Linked DNA regions of Mus musculus: regions 1 and 2 are each linked to region 3. A link is a contact called in public Hi-C and promoter capture Hi-C data. All regions are on one chromosome and are shown on one strand. Each heading gives the region's core, a stretch centred on a gene start, on an enhancer-like site or on the middle of the called end of the contact. The rest is flanking DNA. Distances are from core to core; before and after follow the strand shown.

Region 1 (3,581 bases), core at 461-2,960, 400 kb before region 3:
AGTGGTTTGTGTAGCAGTGAAACTTCACCATGGAGCTCCGCTTTTTGGCTGCAAACCTCGGGTGCTGCCAGATCTGGGAACAAGGGCTTCCTGCGGACATATCAGGGCAAGGTTCAAAATCAGGCTTAGCGTCTTCCTGTAGCCTATCTCACGTGTCTGGGGCATCAGGTTCATGAGGCAGTCAGTAGAGGTATGAGAAGGTAAAGTCTGTGAGAGGCCTCATACTAAGCCACTGGTGTACACCTCTTCCTGATCTAACCTCTGTCCAGTTGTCTTTCATTAAGGAGAATTTTGGAACCTTTCCATTGCTTTTATGTTCACTGGAATGGCCTCACATGCAGGACAGCCTTTTGACCTGGTTGGGTACTTTTAACTCTTTCCTCTACACTTTCCTACACCCACTCCAAATCCTCCAGGTCTGCCCACCATCCCCAGGGTGATAAAGGTCGAATCCTTAGCCTGTCACCCGAGGCCCACCTCCCTTACCCTTCTCAGGGACCCATGCCTCTCAGAGTTCGGGCCTGAGAGGTTTGTTGGGTTTCTAATAAGACAGACCCAGGCCTTTGGCCTTGTGGGCTCCCCTCTAGCACTGTCCTGCTCTGATCCCCAACCTCTGCTTGGTTCTGGCCTTCAGTGGCCAGGGCTGGAGCACACTAGTCTGATGAGAGCGACAGCTGTCCAGCAATGGAGCCTTAATGAGGCCTTGAGGAGGTGTAAATATGGGCGCTCTAGACAGGGAGCTCCAGGCAGAGATAGGGCTGTGTTAAACAGACCCATTTGTCCCAGAAGTGGTGGCTGAGGCAACTAACCTTGGAAATTCAGTGGCAGGTCACTGCTTGTCATTGCTGGTACCGGCTCACCTGGAGGGTGGAAGGAAGTGGGCAGGGCTAGGTCAGACCTCTCTACCCTCAATTGATTGCCCCACCCATAACCCCTCCACATTCCCAGAGCTACTTCCTCCTTCCGGGACTACAGCTTCAAGCCCCTTTAGCTCCCCCGCCCCCGTCCCTGTACTGGAGAGGCAGAAATAAGGTATGGGTACTGGAAATCCCATACCCAGGCCCCCTGCTGCCTTTGATCATCAGGCTGGCCTGTTGCTTCTGTGGAAATGAGAGGGAATCCACAACCAGCAAGGCTCTCCCAGTCTTTCCGGCAAAGAGAGGACAATTCCTGGAACACACTATATTCCAGGATATAGGGAAAGAGCCTTTTCTATGCAGTACCCTCAGGGCCTCTTCCTCCTGCAGCCCCCCGCCCCAACACACACACACACACACACACACTCTTCCAGGTCATAGCTGCCCATGAGATTAATTAGCCCCTTGTACCAAGCTCAACCTGATACCCTCCAGGCTGGAAAGGGCTGGGACACCTTTGACCCTGAGCCCACCATTAAAACCCACAAACTGGGCACAGGACAGTTAGAGGGAGACAGACAAGAAGCAGACAGCAAAATGCAAGAGGCTGAGCCGAGAGACCGAAATGAGACAGGGAATGGAGCCGACCGGCCGACTGACGGTCCTGTCTCAAAGCCAGCGAGCCTATCGTCTGTCACATAAGTCATACCTGAGAAGAGCAGCAGCAGGAACAACAGCCAGTGGCAGGGCATGGAAGACAGCACCAGTGTGGCCATGGTCACTGCTCTGTCTCTGAGCCCAAGGAGGTTTGGGGGCGAAACATGTAACTGTATGTCAGCCTGGGCTGCAGCTTGTCTCCTCTCCGCCTCTTCCCCATTAGGCCCCTTCCTGCCATGCAAATTGAGACCCAGGGGAGGCACCATCCCTCCAGGGACCCTATGGGAGGGCAGCTTCATCAGCTGGTCTGCTAGGACTCGAAGGGTGGTCCTGCCTGGGTAGCACAGCTTTGGGTTCTTGAGAGACCCCCTGGGAAGGGGTTGCTCCTGAATCTTCTAGGGACAGCCAGTGTTTCTAACTCCCTCTGTCCCACTGTGGGTCATCTCTTAGGTCAGCTGGTCTCCTGTGGTTGCCTTGCTCTGGAAGAGTGGGCCTGGGGAATTTAGCTAAATGCACACCAACCTTCTCAATCAGCAGTTTTCAACCTGTGGGTGGCAACTGCACACATTTCTGATGGTCTTAGGAACCCCCAACCATAAATTAATTTTTGTTGCTACTTCAAAACTGTAATTTTGCTACTGAGAGGTGTCTCAGTTCCTAAGACCATTGGAAATATGTGTTCTCTAATGGTGATGACCCACCGGTTGAGAACTGTTACTTAAATGAATCTGACCTTGACTCCTCTGCCCTGGACAACCCTTATCTAACTCTAGGAGGAGATACAGCAAGGACAGACAATTCAGGAGACATACTCACACCAGGCTCCTGGAGAGGTCCAGAGTAGAACTTCTTGGAGTACAGGAAGCCATGTCAAAAGTTGGCTCTGTGGGAAGGGAGCCATAGAGGTTCTTGTGCAAAAGTATGCCAACAAATAGAAGAAAATACAGCCCAGAGTCGGGTGGTGGTGAGTCATGCCTTTAATCCTAGCACTCGGGAGGCAGAGGCAGGTGGATTTCTATGAGTTTGAGGCCAGTCTGGTCTATAGAGTGAGTTTCAGGATAGGCAGGGCTACACAGGGAAATCCTGTCTTGGAAAAAGAAGGAGGAGGAAGAGGAAGAGGAAGGGGGGAGGAGGAGGAAGAGGAGGAGGAAGAAGAGGAAGAAGAGAAAGAGGAGGAGGAGGAAGAGGAGGAAGAAAATGAAGTCTAGGCCCTCAACACAGCCCTCTTCTTCTTGTATAAGAGTTTGCTGTGGGGCTGGTGAGATGGTTCAGTGGGTAAGAGCACCCGACTTCTTTTCCAAAGGTCCGGAGTTCAAATCCCAGCAACCACATGGTGGTTCACAACCATCCATGACGAGATCTGACGCCCTCTTCTGGTGTGTCTGAAGACAGCCACAGTGTACTTACATATAATAAATAAATAAATCTTAAAAAAAAAAAAAAAGAGTTTGCTGTGGGCTCCCAAAGGGGCTGGACTTAAGTAGAAACCACTTAGGGAAAACCCACCACTTAACCATCATGGTTGAAGGGCCTTTTCCAGAGAATTCTGTGGGATGTTGAGATAATTGAAGTGCTGTGTATAGGAGTCCTGAGCTTGAAGGGGGATGTGGGCTGAGATGGGCGAGCCCTCTGCTTCTGCAATGAAGGCTCTTTGGCCCTACCTTGACAGCTGGCAAGACCTTAGGAGAGACCAGAGCGTTCAGGGATTCATCTGAGCATTCAGGGGTTCATCCGAGCTTAGCTTTGTGTCCTTGCCCAGGGTCTTTGCAACTCTTAAAACCTTGGGTGATATCCTTGTCCAAGGTGAAATCGACACAGCTACCTGTGGCAGTCATGTAGATCCTAACCTGTAGCCTAACCCCCTCTGAGCCACCTCTTACTAGCTTCTTTCTCTTTCTTGTCTTCCAGTCCCCAGGAAAGACAGATCAGATATTGAGTCTTCAGTAGCCTCTGTTGACACCCACTGTCCCCACAGCCCATAGGCAGCCTCTGTGGCTGGCAGAGTAGCCCAAATTTGAAGAGTAGCAGTTCCCTTCTTCCTTCAGCAGAGTTGGAAGGTGTGGTAGG
Region 2 (3,773 bases), core at 857-3,356, 300 kb before region 3:
CTTCCTCAAAGCTCCTTTTTTCTGAATCAGCAGGAATCACATTTTCTCGATGTTTGGGCAGGTTGTTAGGAAATCTCTCCAGCATCTTGGTGGATGCAGACAGAGGAGTTTCATGGTGTCCTACAAGAGGAAACAAACCTTTAATGAGAACAGTCTCCAGGGAGTGGTAGCTCTCAACACAAAATTTTACAGCTCTCTACCCTCTGAGGGAGTCTTTCCTACAATGCAAACTCATAGCTACACAACGAGAAAAAGGTAAATAGAGCTGCTAGAGAATTAGTGTGCAAACAGAGTATTTTTTGGTTGGTTGTTTGGTTTTTCAAGACAGGGTTTCTCTGTGTAACAGCCCTGTGCATTCAAGACCAGCCTGGTTCACAAAGGGAGTTCCAGGACAGCCAGAGCTACATAGTGCAACCCTGTCTCGAAACAAACAAATACCTCAAAAACACTCCCTGTCCCCCAGTAGAAATGTTAGGGCTGGGGAGACAGTTCAGTCAGTAAAGTGCTTGTGAAAGCAGGAGGACCCTGCTCAATCCCCAGAACCCATATGAGAAAAGCCGGTCAAGTGTGTGTAATCCAGTGGGGAGATGGAAACAGGGTGAGCTCTGGAACTTGTCCCATAGCTAGCCTAACCTAATCACTGAATACCGATGAGAGACTTTTTCAAAAAGCAACAGAGGAATGACAACTGAAGGTGTCCTCTAGTCTCCACACAAATGCAAACATACACCTGCACACACATGTGAAATACAAGTTTTAAAATAAAACAAGATTTATTAATTGACAGCAGAATGCAGTCTTCTGCTTTTTAAAAATAGTTTACTCTTCTTATTATTAATTACATGCCAGTGTGTGGGTATGTGCAGTGCTCAAGATAGGTGACAGATTCCCCCTGGAGCTGGAATTACAGGTGGTTGTAAGCCACTTAACATGGGTGCTGGAACCAAACTTGGGTGCTGGAACCAAACTTGGGTCCTATGCAAAAGCAGTTTGTGCTCTTAACCATTGAGCCACTTCTCTGGCCCAGTATTCTGTTTTGTTTTGTTTTTTGTTTTTTTGTTTTTTTAAATTTTGAATTTTGACCACAATTTAAACATGATTTCACAATTCCTTGATCTCATCAGCTTCCTAAGGTCCAAGTTACCATTTATATGTGTGTCTTTTTTTTAATTAAGAGTCATTTTTTAAAGATTTATTTATTATATGTAAGTACACTGTAGCTGTCTTCAGACACTCCAGAAGAGGGCGTCAGATCTCGTTACAGATGGTTGTGAGCCACCATGTGGTTGCTGGGATTTGAACTCTGGACCTTCGGAAGAGCAGTCGGGTGCTCTTACCCACTGAGTCATCTCACCAGCCCTTGTTTTTGTTTTTTTACAAGTAAAATAACTTGTGAGGGTGCATGTATTCAACTCAGGAAGCAGTGTGATGCTTCAAAGTTCAACAAGTTCTTTCATTGCTTTTTCTAGTAGCATCAGTCTAGTTAGGCTACCGAGGTCCCTTCTGCACATTTCCAGTGTTCAGGCAGAGTTCTAGTCCTTCTCCAAGCTACACCTGAGCTTCCATCTAAGGAGTGGTGAGTAGCTGAGAGAATGAGAGAAGTAGGTGCTGGCTGGACAGGAAGAGTGGTGCCCACTCACTTGCTGCTGTCCTGTACATACTAGTTCATGACCGCCTGACATTCAGCACACTTCCATTCCATTGTCTATGTGTGCAATAAAAGAAACCGGGCTTGAAAAGCCCCAGCAGTTTCCCTTCTTTCTGTTCTGATCACTGGATGAGCTCTTAGCTTGATTCAGGCCTTTTCCTCTGTACTGTTCTTCTTTGTGGCTGTGTGTAGATCACAGGTTAGCCTGAGGTATCTTCCTCAGTTGCTTCTCTATCTTACTATTATTTAAAGAGACAGTCTCTCACTGAAATTGGAGCTGAGTGTTTCAACTAGATTGGCTGGCCAGTGAATCCTGGATCCTCCCGTTTCTGCCTTCCTATACTTAGCTTTTCAGTTTGTTTTTTTTTTGTGACAAGGTTTCTCTGTGTAGCCTGGCTGACCTCAACTCAGTGTGTACCAAGATAAAGCCTGACAGGAACTAGCCAGAGCTTGCACCTCTTGATCTGGAAAGTCCCTCTTTAATCCCTCATCTGACCTCAATCTTACCAGGCTTTTGTCACTTATAGTGTGACATGGTTCGTTCAGGAAAACCTACTTTTGTTCTGAACCATCACAAATTTTCTCATGCATACCATGGCCTGCTGAGGCATGCTTTGCTCTACAAAGGGGCATGCATGCTTTTCTCACATGTGGCTGCCTATGTCAGAATTCTGCGTCAGACTTGGTATCTGAATGTAAGCAACCATGGGTTACCGATGACAACCAACAAAAATGATCAACAGCCAGGAAAATGAAGCTGTCCTTCCATGGGCCACTCTGCATTACAGTGTTCTGTCTACCTCATTCCCTGATGTCCTACTGTGAGAGGACATGTCTGTAAGGCCTACCAATAGACTGCTGGAGATGTCACTGAGTTTCCTTATAAACAGGCTCCCACTGAAGAAGGATGTTCAATAATATCCCACTGTACACGCAGGACCTATCTCTGCTGGTACAGGGCCAGCTTACTGCATTGGGTCACCTTCATGACTATTTGACAAAGCACTAGGGGATGTTGAACACCAGGTCAGGGTCACTGCTGGGGGCAAAAAACAGAACAAACCCCACCTTCTGATTTAATTAGATCCACTTTATTTTCAAGATGAATGTGAAGGTAGACTATCTTGCAGTCTTCCACAAGAACCACAGGGCCTATCTTGACATTAACAGGTATAAACAGTGGCCCTGGTCTATGAGAAGATTGTTATGTATTCCCACTGCCTTATTTTAAGCTGAGCAGTTACAGAGTTCCTCAAAGGGGACCTCAGAATTGTGAGACCCTTACTTAGCTACCCTCTTAGAAGTTTGTTAGGCTTCCTAGTTGTCTTACTCTGACCATTTAAAGGGATTTTAAAGGGATCTCATTTTCCAGTTCTGCCACGGAGACTCCTCTGGCACATTTTCAGTACCTTCATACACATTTCCTTTGTGCTACTTCTTAACCACTGCCAGGCAGTTTATGGACCCTTCATTGGTACATAAAACCGAGTAGCCGTATAATTCTAATGAGCCCTTGCTAGTTAGTGATAACACTATACTATGGCTGTTGCTGTACTTCTATAGCAATGTGTGAAGAGTGAATGTATTAGTCAGTGTTCTCTAAAGATTTAATACACACACACACACACACACACACACACACACACACAGCTATGAAGAAGTAAAAGGCACAAAGAACAGGATCTTTCAAATGGCCTGCCAATAGACTGATCGGAGCTCCAGCACACCCAGTTCCCCTGCAGCACTCTCTTAGGTATTCATATACTGGTCCAGACCCATTGCCTGGCAGGTCCTGCTGCCTTCTGTGCCCACACATACTCTTTTCTCTACCCACATCTACCTAGTCTGCTGGGACTCAGACCACCTCTCACGTTTAGGCTAGGTCATCAGAATTGGTGTGTATTGTTAGTATATATAGGGCACAGGAAGGAAAGATCTGATTTAAGAAAATCCATCCTGCTCTAGTTACTTGGGATATTTGCCAGGGACCCAATCACCCTCACTTCTGCCTTTGTTTGCAATACTCACTGCCTTGGGGTATAATCTCAACCTCTTATCTTTGTAACCAGGCCTTTAATTCACTCCCAGGGTCAAGGATAGTAAGGGCAACAACAATGGGAAGAAG
Region 3 (3,627 bases), core at 886-3,385:
TGACTGCCAGTGCTGCATAAACCTGGTGTGGTGTGTGCCTATAATCTCAGCCCTTGGGAGAGGAAAGTAGGAGGACCTGAAAGTCATTGTCATCTGAGCTACACAGTGGGTTTCAGGTATATGACACCCTGAGGGCAAGAGAGAGATGGAGTGGGGATAGGGGGCACGGAAGGGTACAGAGCAAATAGGGCACAAATTTAAACTATAAAGGAGGGCTGGGGTGATTGCCCGGGATCATTTACTAATCCTATAGACAGCACAAATGACTCCTCCTCCCTTACTCCAATCTCAACTTTACCCTGCTCGAGCCACCAGGTCTGTGGGTGGTTTCCATTTTATAGTCAGGGGAAAAAGGTCCCAAGAAGCAAAGCCAAGCCGGCTGAGTGACACCAGGCTGGGGAGTATTGGGGAGGCTAAGGCAAGAGGAGTTAGAGTTAGTCCCTAGGCAGCCCGGGCTACACAGTGGGTTCAAGACTACCTTAGCAGTGTGAGACCCCAGTCCCCAACCAGAGCAAGCTAAGTAAAGCCAAGCACAAGCCCCAGAGAGATGTCTGGGTTCCAGGGAGCGGAGGCCGTAGTGCTGACAAGCCCTGACATTCTAGGCTGAGTCATGTCTTTCTGAGGCTCACCCATCCCACCCTTTAGTGGGGATGACTTGAAGACAATACACAGTCTGTCTCCAGGTGTTGCCAAGGGAGCCAGAAGCCTAAGGAATCACAGACTCACAGACCACAGCCCTCCCCACCCTGGGGCCACAGCTCCATCCCTGGCTCAACTCAGCCCTGTCACGTTCTTCAGCTCAAAAATGCCTGCAGCCCAGCATCCCTAGTCTTCCCACACTGGAATAACTTTTGACTGAGCCAGTGTAATCTGTGGCCTTCTTCCTGACCCACAATCCCTGGGCTGGGCTGAGCCTCTTCCTTCAGAGTCTCTGATGGACGGAGCGAGACAGATCCTCTTAATCTGAAAAATTCGGAGGTTCCGAATCAGCTCTCGAGTGGATGATAGGTCTGACTTTAAAGACAGGCAGAACCCTTCCCCACAAGCAAGCTCAGATAGGAGCGGAGCCTCCCCGGTGGGAGGGAAAGGGGATCTGGCTGGTCCTTTTTGTTACTCTCTTAGGACAGAGGGAGTCCTGACACCCATTTACTGTCTGCTCCTTCAGCCTCCATAGTCTGTCAAGTCAACTGAGTCTCATTTGTAAATTAAAACAAGTGAAAGGAAAAAAAAATACTTTTTTAAGTTTTTATTTTTTGGGAGTCGGTTTTGTACTGTTTCACGTAGTAGCTCAGGCCTCCCTCAAACTCCTATGGAGCCGAAGCTGGACTTCACTACTGATCTTTCTGTGTCTGTTTTCCAAGTACTGGGATTACAGACTCTAAATCCAAGCGAATAAAGAGAAGAGTTTGAAAGTAAACAATTAGAGGCATAGTATGATGTAAAAAGAAATAGCTTATGACAGAAAGACCACAAACATATAAGGAATCATATATATACATATATACATATAAGGAATTTTTTTAAAAAAACCCATCTCTCCCATTCCAACAAACAGAAACCCACCAAGATGTAAGACTGGTGTTCAGCAATTTTCTCCTACACCGCTGTCTCTAATACACACTCTTTGAACCTTGATTTAGAACAAGGCTTTGAGAGTTTTCTTAGTTGTTGTAAACACCAACCCTAAGCAGTCTGACATGAGTTAATTTCAGAAAAGACACAAAGAAGGAAGCCATGTGAAAATACCAGGACTTACAGTTTTCCTCAGCCTGGAGGCTTGCATCTGGAAGAGAAAGAAAAAGAAAGCCAATCTGTTGATTTCACGAATTCAAGTCTCATAAGAAGGGAAGAAGGAAGCAGGTTAGAAACTCACAGAGCACCAGCGTGAGTCCCAGAGCCAGGAGCATCTTGTCTGCCGACTGAGGCCCACCTCAGCTGAATCCTGAAAGACTTCTGCAGACTGAAGCACTCAGCTAGTTCTGTCTTCCGGCCATGCCTCAGGGGCAGAATTCTCTTGCCTGCCACAGACCAGAAGCCTGCTGTGTGAAAAGCAGAAACAACTCTGACAACCTCTCCAGGCGCGCAGAGACCAGCTCTGGTACTTGTCAGGTAATGGCGGCCATAGCTGGAAACCAAGAACAATGAGGTCTGGGCTGGCCTGATATCTCCTCAGGAAATGACTGGCCTTCCGGAGGGACCACTGAACCCAATGGCTTTGTCTAGAAGAGGAGAAAACAACAACAACAACCAAAAAAACCCACAAGTAGCATTTGCCTCAAAGTTCTTGCGCTTCTAGCCTCATCTGGGTTTGGGGACTTCTTCTCCTGACAGGACAAGGAGGTTTTATTTCCACTCAAAAGTGCTTTTGTGGGATACCTAGCAAGACCTGTTTGCCTTTCCTGTGGGCTCCCTATGGGGGCTGTATCCATAGAGTGTAAATCTGGGCCTCCTATCCTGCACTGGCCAGCTTCTCCGACAATATGCAGTCCTTGTGAGGAACGCTACTGGTGGCTCAGTAGAAAGAGGGATTTTCTTAAGCCGCTGCAGTGGTCCCTGATCACCGGCTTAGTCACCAAAGGAGCCCCTTTGGCTGTTTGTGTATGTGTGTTTGTGTGTGTGTTTGTGTGTGTGTGACTGTGTATGTATGTATGTATGTGTGTTTGTGTGTGTGTGTGACTGGGTGTATATGTGTTTGTGTGGAACTGTGGGTGTATGTGTGTGTCTGTGACTGTGGGTATATATGTGTGTGTAGTACACACTACTTTCCCCACTGCCAATTCCCAACCTTTCTTATTAAACATTTATTTATTTGTGTATGTGGAAGTAGGGTAGAATGCATGTGTACCACTATGTATTGGGGGGGGTGTGTCAGAGGTCAACGTGTAGAAATTCTCTCCTTCCATTATGTGAGTCCCAGGATCAAACTTAGATCATCAGACTCGACAGCTGGCACCTTTCTCCAGTGAACCGTCCTGTCCCCCTTTCATGCATGTTCATGAGAGAATGAATACATTTTGAGGGAGGAGTGTCTGTGTGCCTGTGTGTGCTTGGAAGCCAGAAGAGGCGATTGTCACGTTCTCCAGAGGTGATGGGACCTGAAATCCAGTCCTCATGATTGCTCTTAATTGCCAAGTCATCTCTCCAGTCCCCAGCTCACCCCTTCTCCCTCCTCCCGACACCCTCCTCCCCTACCATCGGGCTAACATTCCCTTTTCCCTCCCTTCATCCCTTCCTTCTTTATTCTGACCCAGGGGATGGCTAAATGGCAAGATGCCTTTGAACACAACCCTCCCATCACAGACAAACACCCGAGATTGCAGATGTGTGTTTAGCCTTGCCTCCTACGGAATTTTCTAGACTATAAATTGGTTTCTCTCCCTTTGATGTTTGAAAGGTTGTAACATTCTCTGGGAAAAGGCAGACCCCAGGCCTCCCTTACCCAGTTCTTGCTCACCCCCTTGCTTCCCCCTCTACCTTGGAATCATACCACTTCCTTCTTCGCCCTGAGCTCTAGTTGCTAAGGTGTTAAGTTCCCAGAATGCATCACATGCCTTTCTCATTGCTGCTCGCCTTCCTCTCTTCTTTTCTGACTAATCGTTACTCAGTTTCTCCTTACTCATCAATTTC

Evidence for each region. A called contact is a pair of places that touch in the nucleus more often than the background predicts. Capture Hi-C pulls out chosen DNA fragments and counts their contacts.
Region 1: a contact with region 3 is called in a promoter capture Hi-C map of pancreatic islet. The contact joins the promoter of Cd79b here to the promoter of Pecam1 in region 3. A contact is called at or near these places in 7 of 39 promoter capture datasets (the SN4741 cell line, cranial neural crest, embryonic stem cells and 2 more), 1 of 484 Hi-C or Micro-C datasets (cerebellum) and 3 of 9 other capture datasets (liver, macrophages and pancreatic islet).
Region 2: a contact with region 3 is called in a Hi-C map of Th17 cells, with 2.5 times the contacts expected there. The contact joins the enhancer-like site here to the promoter of Pecam1 in region 3. A contact is called at or near these places in 4 of 39 promoter capture datasets (the 3T3-L1 cell line, the HPC-7 cell line, cranial neural crest and 1 more), 1 of 15 datasets of contacts at CTCF or cohesin (the NIH/3T3 cell line), 11 of 484 Hi-C or Micro-C datasets (B cells, CD4 T cells, CD8 T cells and 5 more), 3 of 115 datasets of contacts at active chromatin or transcription factors (all in embryonic stem cells) and 4 of 9 other capture datasets (adipose tissue, embryonic stem cells, liver and 1 more).

The regions. Positions count from the first base shown.
Region 1 is chr11:106,312,852-106,316,432 of GRCm38.p6, forward strand. Cd79b (CD79B antigen) reads right to left here and starts at 1,711. Exons shown (of 6, transcript NM_008339.3): 1 at 1,567-1,711; 2 at 810-860; 3 at 1-90. The coding sequence starts at 1,633.
Region 2 is chr11:106,414,350-106,418,122 of GRCm38.p6, forward strand. Ern1 (endoplasmic reticulum (ER) to nucleus signalling 1) reads right to left here. Exons shown (of 22, transcript NM_023913.2): 11 at 2-120. Among named protein-coding and RNA genes, the nearest start is that of Icam2, 33 kb to the left of the region's middle. Within about 2 kb of position 2,107, at least 33 of the 459 cell types and tissues checked have an H3K27ac peak or open chromatin away from gene starts, as enhancers often do. A contact at or near this core is called in CD8 T cells and Th17 cells, where this site is marked.
Region 3 is chr11:106,713,146-106,716,772 of GRCm38.p6, forward strand. Pecam1 (platelet/endothelial cell adhesion molecule 1) reads right to left here and starts at 2,136. Exons shown (of 16, transcript NM_001305157.1): 1 at 1,874-2,136; 2 at 1,757-1,783. The coding sequence starts at 1,907.